Linked DNA regions of Oryctolagus cuniculus: regions 2 and 3 are each linked to region 1. The links are chromatin contacts, called in public Hi-C and Micro-C maps. All regions are on one chromosome and are shown on one strand. The core of a region is the stretch at or near the end of the contact, and the rest is flanking DNA. Distances in the headings are between cores, read along the strand shown. Region 1 holds the start of PLK2 (polo like kinase 2). Region 2 holds the start of ACTBL2 (actin beta like 2). Region 3 has its middle 330 kb from the start of ACTBL2.

Region 1 (2,874 bases), core at 165-2,664:
TAAGAATAAGCCAGACCCAAAAAGACAAATATGTTTTCTCTGAATGGTTGTAGCTAATACATAGGGTACAGAAACAAACAAAAAACGCAGCTTAACGTATCTCGAAGTTAACTGACATCTTGTGACTTGACTGTGTTCTACACGCGGAACAGGGGTTTATCTACCTTTAACTTGTAGCGTTCTTGGTGTACCGGAGCACTGCGCCCGGCGTTATAAACTGAAGGTATATGATCACAAAAAATGAAAGAGAAAAAGGAGGGAGGGGGGGAGGAACGTATCATTGTCTTCTTGGAATCATTACCTATGAAAAATCTGTTCTCTGGAATTAAATAAAAAAGTAACAATCACAAAAATAAATAAAACAGTCCTGAGTAATTAACACCGCCCTTCCTTGCTTTCAAAAATTTGAGCGGCAGACTGAGATGGAGAAAGGGAGGGACCACATTCCCTGGTCCCCCTCATTCCCCCAAATACCTACGACTCCTAGCGGAAGCCTGGAGCCTGAACTCGAGCAGGTCTCTCACGTGGGTGGCAGAGACCCAAGTCCTGAGCCATCACCTGCTGCCCCCCAGGGTGCACACCAGCAGGAAGCAGGAGTCTGGAGCCGGGATCCAGCCCAGGAACTCGGATGTGGGACGCAAGGGTCCTGCCCGCCCCCTCCCCACCTTAACCGCAAAGCAAACGCCCGCCCCCGTAACTCTTTCGACACCACCGTCAAAAAAAAAAAAAAAAACTTATTATTTTTTTTTTTTTTGTTTAAAAAGTAAATTCCCAGGATGTGGTTAACCACGGCCGTTAACCGCACTTCTAGAAGATTCCACGGGGTGGCGATCTTGCCCTCGTTTCTTCCTCTATCCCAGGCACGAGCCCGGCCGGAGCGCAGACCCGCTGGCTCTGCAAGGTTAAGGCCCTGACCTCGGACAGAGGTCGGAGTGGGGGCCAGAGGCCGCCGGGCCGCCGATGGGGCCCCGCGCGCATGCCCTGCCTTTAGCGTGGCCGGATCTCGCCACGCCGCCCCCAACTAGACCAGAGCCGGTGCAGAGAGCGCCTGGGGCGACGGCCCCCGGCCCGCTGCAGACGGCCGCTGAGGGCTCCGGCTACCCGCGCCTCGACCCAGGCGCTGTCGCGTCGTGGGCTTCGGGGAAGGGCTGTGCGGGGCGGGGGGCCCGCGGCCCTTAGGTTTCTGATTCACGCCGAAGCGCGGGGCATTGCAAGGGCGCGGTGGCAGCCCCGCCGACGGCTGGGTGCCGCCGGGGTCGCGGCGAGCGCGCCCGAGGTCCGAGTCCGAGGAGCCGGGCTCCCCGACCCGCGCGCCCGGGCGGCCAGTGGGCGGGACGGTTCCCGTGATGTCACACATCGCCCGGAGTCTCCGCCCCGCTCCCTCGCGGCCGGTATATAAGTCTCCGCCGAGCGCTCGCACTCGCACAAGTGGAGCAGGTGACGGGCGCAGGCGGGTGGCAGGGACTGGGGTTCGAGGCACGGGGCCGGCTCGGACGTGTGTCCGGGCATCGGAGGCGGCAGCGAGGCGGTAAGGGGTGGCGAGGCGACCATGGAGCTCTTGAGGACTATCACCTACCAGCCGGCCGCCAGCACCAAGATCTGCGAGCAGGCGCTGGGCAAGGCCAGCGGCGGGGACTCGAAGAAGAAGCGGCCGCAGCAGGTCTCCGAGGAGCCGCAGGCGCAGGTGCCGCCGGCGGCCGCGCACCACCAGCACCACCATTCGCACTCGGGGCCCGAGATCTCGCGGATTATCGTGGATCCTACGACGGGGAAGCGCTACTGCCGGGGCAAAGTGCTGGGGAAGGTGATGAGCGGCGGGCGGCGGGCGGCCGGGCGGGCGGACGGGCGGGCGGTGCTGCCCGGGCTGCTCCGAGCCGAGCCAGACGCGAGCCCCGCCACCTCGCAGCCTCCCCAGGGTCCGGCCTCGCGTGACCGGGGCCCCTCGGCTGCGGCCCTCCGGGTTTGGTGCCCTGGCGGCGGCGCTGGGGCTCGGCTCTTCCATCCTTTGCCGAAGCCCGGGCACATTCGAAGGCAGGGCTTCCCGCACCTGTCCCCAGAGGATTTTTCTGACCTGGCTCTTCAGACACCGTTTTTTTTTTTTTTTTTTTTTAAATTCTCCCCACCCCAGCCTCCTCCATAGAGCTCCCCCTTGGTACAGGGAGACGGTGTGAACTTGGTCTTTCCAGGAATGTGTTTCCCTTCGCGGAGGTCCTGCAACCGCTGGCTTGCACCTCCGGTCCACCCTTCCCGCCCCCGATGTTTTTTTTGCTTTTCTTGCGATGATTTAGTTACTTATTGTCACGCTCTGCCATCCATTTTCCTGCCACACTCAGTTCCCTCTCGGCTTTGTTCCTTTCAGGGTGGCTTTGCAAAATGTTACGAGATGACAGATTTGACAAACAACAAAGTCTACGCTGCAAAAATCATCCCGCACAGCAGAGTAGCTAAACCTCATCAAAGGGAAAAGGTGTGTATGACTGTTGAGTAAAGTATTTTCTTTGTGTGCACGGATGGCCCTACCCTGTTAGGAAAATGTCTTCTGCATGTGTAAGCACCTACCCGCTCTTCAGAGCTGATGGGAGGCTAGCCAGCCTTATCTTGCCTTATTATTATTATTATTATTTTTAGATTGACAAAGAAATCGAGCTTCACAGGATTCTTCACCATAAGCACGTCGTGCAGTTTTACCACTACTTTGAAGACAAAGAAAACATTTACATTCTCTTGGAATACTGCAGTAGAAGGGTAAGCATTAACTGCTTCCTACTAGTCCGTTCGCTCCCTGGGATCCGGGCATGGCATTCAGATAGCACTTGATCTGGGATTCTAGCGGTGGCACTGGCTGTTGTACTACCACATGAAGCTTCCCTACGC
Region 2 (2,874 bases), core at 196-2,695, 990 kb after region 1:
CAGCCCACAGGCAAGTGACCCCTAATCAGATCTGACATATGCTGGAGAGAAAGCAACATTCAGTCCTGGAGTTCTTCTCCCTTGCTCATGCCTGTTAAGATCCAAACTCTAGTTCTAAGCCTCTAGCCCTATAGACTCTTGCAGAGACACCTAGTTCCAAAAACACACTTGATCTTGACTTCCTGCAAATTATCTACACATGTCTTACTGAATTATCTATATTTCCATATTAGACAAACTCCATAGCTAATACTAGTCAAATTGTTTAGATTTTATAACCATAGAGAAATTTGATGTTAATACATGCATCCTGAAGATAAATATTTTTTGTATCTATGAAATTTATATTTATTAAATAAAAACTTTATATTAAAAAATCCATGTGTACATTGTGTGTAATACTTATTTTCCATTCACCTTATAAGACCCATCATATACATTGTTTCATAATCTTATACAAAATAACAATCATTTTCAAGTTTACATTCTGCAAACTGTTTGAAATCTCATTGTGTACACAGAGGGTTATAATAAATGGTACCACTAAGAAGTTGGACAGAGTAAAATATTTTTAAGATCAGTTCAAATATGTACTCTGAAATCTTGCCATTTAATGTTGTCCATTGTTGTATAACAACTTATTGAAAATGAATAAAACTTCAGTATCTGCATTTTTCACTAATTTTACAAGATACTGGGCATTTAGCCTCCATGCAGTCAATATGGAATCAATAAACTTTCTATGAACAATGTCTAGGAATACAAGGAGCTTAACAAAATTTGGTTACTGAAAATTTAAATCGGAAAACTTGCAGTGGTCTACTTTACTGATCACTCAGTTGCTCTTACTTGATCTCTGGATAAGAAGTTTCATAAATACCTGGCTCATTGCATGGCACAAATGTGTCCTAGTTACAACTGAAGCCCACCTTTGCAACTCATTTTTTTATCTACTAAAAAATATTCTCTCATGATGATATCTTGTAGCATTCAGAATCTAATGGAAAAGTGTTGAAAACATGTTTAGAGTCAGACCCCTCATAAAAGCAATATTTTAAAAGTGAAAAGTTAAAGCTCATGGAGATCAAATGGACCCTAAAGGTAAAGTAAGGAGGGAGTGGCCCTCTTGGCTGTGTTACCCGTATCTAGCTCTGACTTTCTTTCATCTTGCACTTATATCCCCATTGCATCATCATAGTTATCTAGAGACCTTGCCAAGCAGGCTGACATGTGTGGGCTGCCTAATTACAGTAACTTGATATTTGGCCAGTTGGTAGCCAATTTTCTCTTTATGAAGGAAGGTCTACTAATGATTTCTATAATCATCTCCATCATTATTAATACCTCAAAGGTGACTCCACCCAGAAATGCTGGGAATTGGTAGGAGAGGGCATGGGTGGGTCCATGTGTTCCTTTAAATACCTAGGGTTACAGCACAGGCTCCCCTTTCTGAAAGCAGTTCTGGAGTCTTAGGCCTGTACATCCTATCTTGCACACTGTAGTGTTTGCCCACCTGGAAGATTCCACCCAGCGCCATGACCGATGATGAGCTGTCTGCCTTAGTAGTGGATAATGGGTCAGGGATGTGCAAGGCAGGCTTCGGTGGTGACGATGCCCCCCGGGCTGTGTTCCCCTCCATGGTGGGGCGCCCCCGACACCAAGGGGTCATGGTAGGCATGGGCCAGAAGGACTGCTATGTAGGGGATGAGGCCCAAAGCAAGAGAGGCATCCTGACCCTACAGTATCCCATTGAGCACGGAGTAGTCACCAACTGGGACGACATGGAGAAGATCTGGTACCACACTTTCTACAACGAGCTCCGTGTAGCACCAGATGAGCATCCCATCCTCCTCACTGAAGCACCCCTCAACCCCAAGATCAACCGGGAAAAGATGACTCAGATCATGTTCGAGGCCTTCAACACACCTGCCATGTATGTGGCTATCCAGGCTGTGCTGTCCCTCTATGCTTCTGGACGAACCACAGGCATCGTAATGGATTCCGGGGACGGGGTCACTCACACCGTGCCCATCTATGAAGGCTACGCCCTGCCCCACGCTATCCTACGTCTGGACCTGGCAGGCAGAGATCTGACAGATTACCTCATGAAGATCCTGACGGAAAGAGGCTATAACTTCACCACGACGGCTGAGCGGGAGATTGTGCGGGATGTCAAGGAGAAGCTGTGCTATGTGGCCCTAGACTTTGAGCAAGAGATGATCGGTGCAGCAGCATCTTCCTCACTGGAGAGAAGCTATGAGCTTCCTGATGGGCAGGTGATCACCATTGGGAACGAGCGCTTCCGATGCCCTGAAGCCATTTTCCAGCCTTCCTTTCTGGGCATCGAGTCCAGTGGAATCCATGAGACAACCTTCAACTCCACCATGAAGTGTGATGTGGATATTCGCAAGGATTTATATGCCAACACAGTGTTGTCTGGAGGCAGCACCATGTACCCAGGCATTGCTGACCGGATGCAGAAGGAGATCATGACCCTGGCCCCCAGCACCATGAAAGTCAAGATCATTGCCCCCCCAGAACGCAAGTATTCCGTTTGGATTGGGGGCTCCATCCTGGCCAGCCTGTCCACGTTCCAGCAGATGTGGATCAGTAAGCAGGAATACGATGAAGCTGGTCCTCCTATTGTTCATAGAAAATGCTTCTGATTGGGCTTCCATGTCAAAATTTACATTTTTCCCCTTTTCAGGTCACAGTGATGGTATGACCTTGTTTTTATCCACACTGACCAGTCCACTCATTCCAGTTTATAAACCAGCAAACCCATCTCTCCATCCAGGTATCCTGGACTGTGACCCACTTAACCGTGTGCTGATCACTATCAACTGAAGGAGAATTCTAATAGCATGTCCTGTT
Region 3 (2,874 bases), core at 238-2,737, 660 kb after region 1:
TTTTATAGCCAGACAACTGGCTACAATTAAACAGCCAAGTCCCAAGAAAGCTCTCCACGCCACATTGGGAAGTCAGGTACAAGATTCTCAACCTAGCTGAGCTAACTCATTGCACCACACTCTACCATCCCTCTGAGATATCATCTATGTTAAAAGACTCTCCAGAAAAATATTGTGTCATCCTTTCCTGAACTCCATGTCTCTGCAGTACCAACAGCTTTTAAAGGGACTCCAGGGGCAAGAATTTGCAGAAGCACTTAGGTCACTGCTTGGGACGCCCACGTCCATGTTGCAGGGCCTGGTCCCAGTTCCACCTACCCTGCTGTCAACCTGGTTTCCTGTTAATGGACATCCTGGTGGCAGCAGCAATGACTCAAGCACTTGGGTTACGGCTACCCATGTGGGAGATCTGGATTGAGCTCCAGCTCCTGTCTTCACCCTAGCCTAGCCCTTGCTATTGCAGGCCCTTGAGGAGTGAATCAGCAAGTGGAAGAAGTTGTTTCTTTCTGCTTTTCAAATAAGATGCAAATAAATATTTTAAAAATAAAGGAGTACCAAGCAAAGAGAACAGTTCAGAGATTAATATTTGCCTCTTTCTTTCTCAGTACTAAGTACAAAAGTCTAACAACCCTGAGAAAGACCACCACAAACTCTCCAGGACAAAGCACTTCACTTCCTTGTGAATTAGCTAGACAAAGTTACCCACACAAAGCTCATTGTTTGCAGGGTAGCTGCCACTCATATCCTAAAGAAATGATAAGAAACCACAGAGTCAGCAGCATAGATGTTAAAAAGGCGAGAGAAAGAAACCAGGCTTGCTCCACCCAGAAGCAAATAGATTTCCTATAGTGTGTGATCTTTCTTATCTAGAGGAAGGTTTGTTTTCTTGTCAATCAATCCCAGCAGATCTTCTGAGAGTTGGCCACACCTCAGAGTGCAGAATGCTCAGGAAGGAATGGAGGAAGGAAGAGGGGAGAGGCAATTTCCTGATGGCTCAGCTGCTGGCAAGTGTCTGGACCCTGGGAAAGCTGTGGTGTAGGAATTCCTCTCCTTGGAGAGCAACTAGAGCAGCAGGAACAATGCTGTGAACGGCTGGTGGTGACTCCCAGGTCACGCCTTGAGTAAGGCAGTCCCTGGGCAGGGGCTGTGCCGCAACATGTCCCAGACTCTCAGTAGCAGGCTGTTTATGCTCCGTGTTCAGTCCAGCTGCCAACACGCAGTCCTATTCTCAAGGCAAGTTCTCTCCCAAGGAGACAATCAGCTTCACAGGAGAGCAAAGCATCATTAAGGCATGAAAAGGGCAAACACATGGAAAAAGTCCCCTTAAGACTTTCAGATTGCCAATTTCATGAATCTCCACAGAAATTTCCTCCAAGGGAAAGGTGTCTTTTGACTACCAAAGGGACCCCTGTTTGTGCAGTTTCTGATCCATCTGCAGAGACAGTAAGTACTTGAGATGATGGCATTCTCCCACGGAAGGCAGCTCAGAACTTACGTAACAGTTCATTAAAGGGCCAGGTTTCCCTGCTTCTTGCCCCAGTATGCCCATGACCTCTGAATACACCACACCAAGGAGGCACACAGAGACCTTCTGCCTCGCCACAGCACCAATGGAAGTACACTCATTTAAGGGTCACTAAAATCATATATTTCTATGTCAGTTTTTCTCTTCTGCAGAAAACTTTTTCTAACTTCCAAAATTGAGCCATTGGTTAAAAAGCATTAACCATTATGAGTTTCCTCCAGCAACTTCAGTGCAGAGGGAAGCCAAGATAAATGAAGAAAAATCAATTAAAAAAGCTTTATGCCAGACAAGATTTCCTACTTCTTAAGAGACTAGCTGGAGAGCAGCCCTTAGGATAATTTATTTGCCTTCTTTTCTCTTTGACTCAAATAATGAACAAAGCCCTTAGCTCTTCCTGAGCATCTTGGAAGGCCATGTGGCCTTCAAGTCTAGTGCATTAGTGACCTCTAGAGGACAGAATTTGGTCCAGGCTCAAGGTTAAGATAAAAACAATGGGGGAAAATGTAAACACATTATCAATTTCATGGTTGCAAAATTGCCTTCAGTTCTTATAGGCACAAGAGATTTCAAGAAACTATCTTCCTACAGGTAAAATCTTCAAGTTGTTAAATGATCCGTTTTCCTATAAATGAGAGAACTTTGTTTTTGATGGAAGTCTAAGGAAATGGTATTTTATTTTTCCCAAGATGTAGTCTATTTTCTGACAGATTCCCCACTTGGCTGAAACATTAGATCTTGGCTTACATGGGTGTCTTTAACTATCTTTGCCCATACCCCATCCCTAGCGTCCTGCACAATTCCCCACACAAGTATTAAAGAAGAAACATTCAAAGAAGTGTCTGTTGAATCTCTTAAAGCTGGCAAGGCTCCTCTGCATTTGCTAGATGTGAGCGAAGCAGCCAGCAATTCTTTACCATCAGAACTTCGCTACAGAGCTAAGAGGGGTCATAGAGATTATCAGGGCCATACAGGTTGTATTGAGATGTTAATTGTGCAATGGGGCTCCAACCTCCCACAGCATTTCCAAGAGGCCTTGGGATAGAGCTGCCTTTCTGTTCACACACAGAGCCAGGAATTCTGAATCACTTTCACCATTAAAATTCACTTAGCAACTTATCTTGCAACATAGGCCTATGTAGGACTAAGTATGACACTAGTGAATAAAAAATAGTTTTTCTCATTTAAAACCATCCATATTGACTATTTTTACAAGAAATTACATGCTATCTCTCATTTTCACAACCCCCCTAGAAGAAAAGTGCTATTCTCTTTGTTTTATTGATAAGAAGCTTTCAGAGGCCACTGGATCTGTGTCCCACATCCCATACCTGGAAGTTTGCTTATATTTC

The links. A called contact is a pair of places that touch in the nucleus more often than the background predicts.
Region 2: a contact with region 1 is called in a Hi-C map of psoas muscle, with 5 times the contacts expected there. The contact joins the promoter of ACTBL2 here to the promoter of PLK2 in region 1. A contact is called at or near these places in 5 of 6 Hi-C or Micro-C datasets (embryonic fibroblasts, liver, psoas muscle and 2 more).
Region 3: a Micro-C map of ear pinna shows a contact between it and region 1, with 16 times the contacts expected there. The contact joins the enhancer-like site here to the promoter of PLK2 in region 1. A contact is called at or near these places in 5 of 6 Hi-C or Micro-C datasets (ear pinna, embryonic fibroblasts, liver and 2 more).

The regions. Positions count from the first base shown.
Region 1 is chr14:79,164,760-79,167,633 of mOryCun1.1, reverse strand. It overlaps PLK2 (polo like kinase 2), which reads left to right and starts at 1,414. Exons shown (of 14, transcript XM_002714049.5): 1 at 1,414-1,804; 2 at 2,360-2,467; 3 at 2,629-2,745. The coding sequence starts at 1,550.
Region 2 is chr14:78,178,908-78,181,781 of mOryCun1.1, reverse strand. It overlaps ACTBL2 (actin beta like 2), which reads left to right and starts at 1,445. Exons shown (of 1, transcript XM_070056727.1): 1 at 1,445-2,802. The coding sequence starts at 1,536. The coding sequence ends at 2,666. The region is part of intron 1 of LOC138845201 (a long non-coding RNA gene); the gene reads right to left.
Region 3 is chr14:78,506,679-78,509,552 of mOryCun1.1, reverse strand. No RefSeq gene overlaps it. Among named protein-coding and RNA genes, the nearest start is that of ACTBL2, 330 kb to the right of the region's middle. Within about 2 kb of position 1,487, at least 1 of the 8 cell types and tissues checked has an H3K27ac peak or open chromatin away from gene starts, as enhancers often do. A contact at or near this core is called in ear pinna, where this site is marked.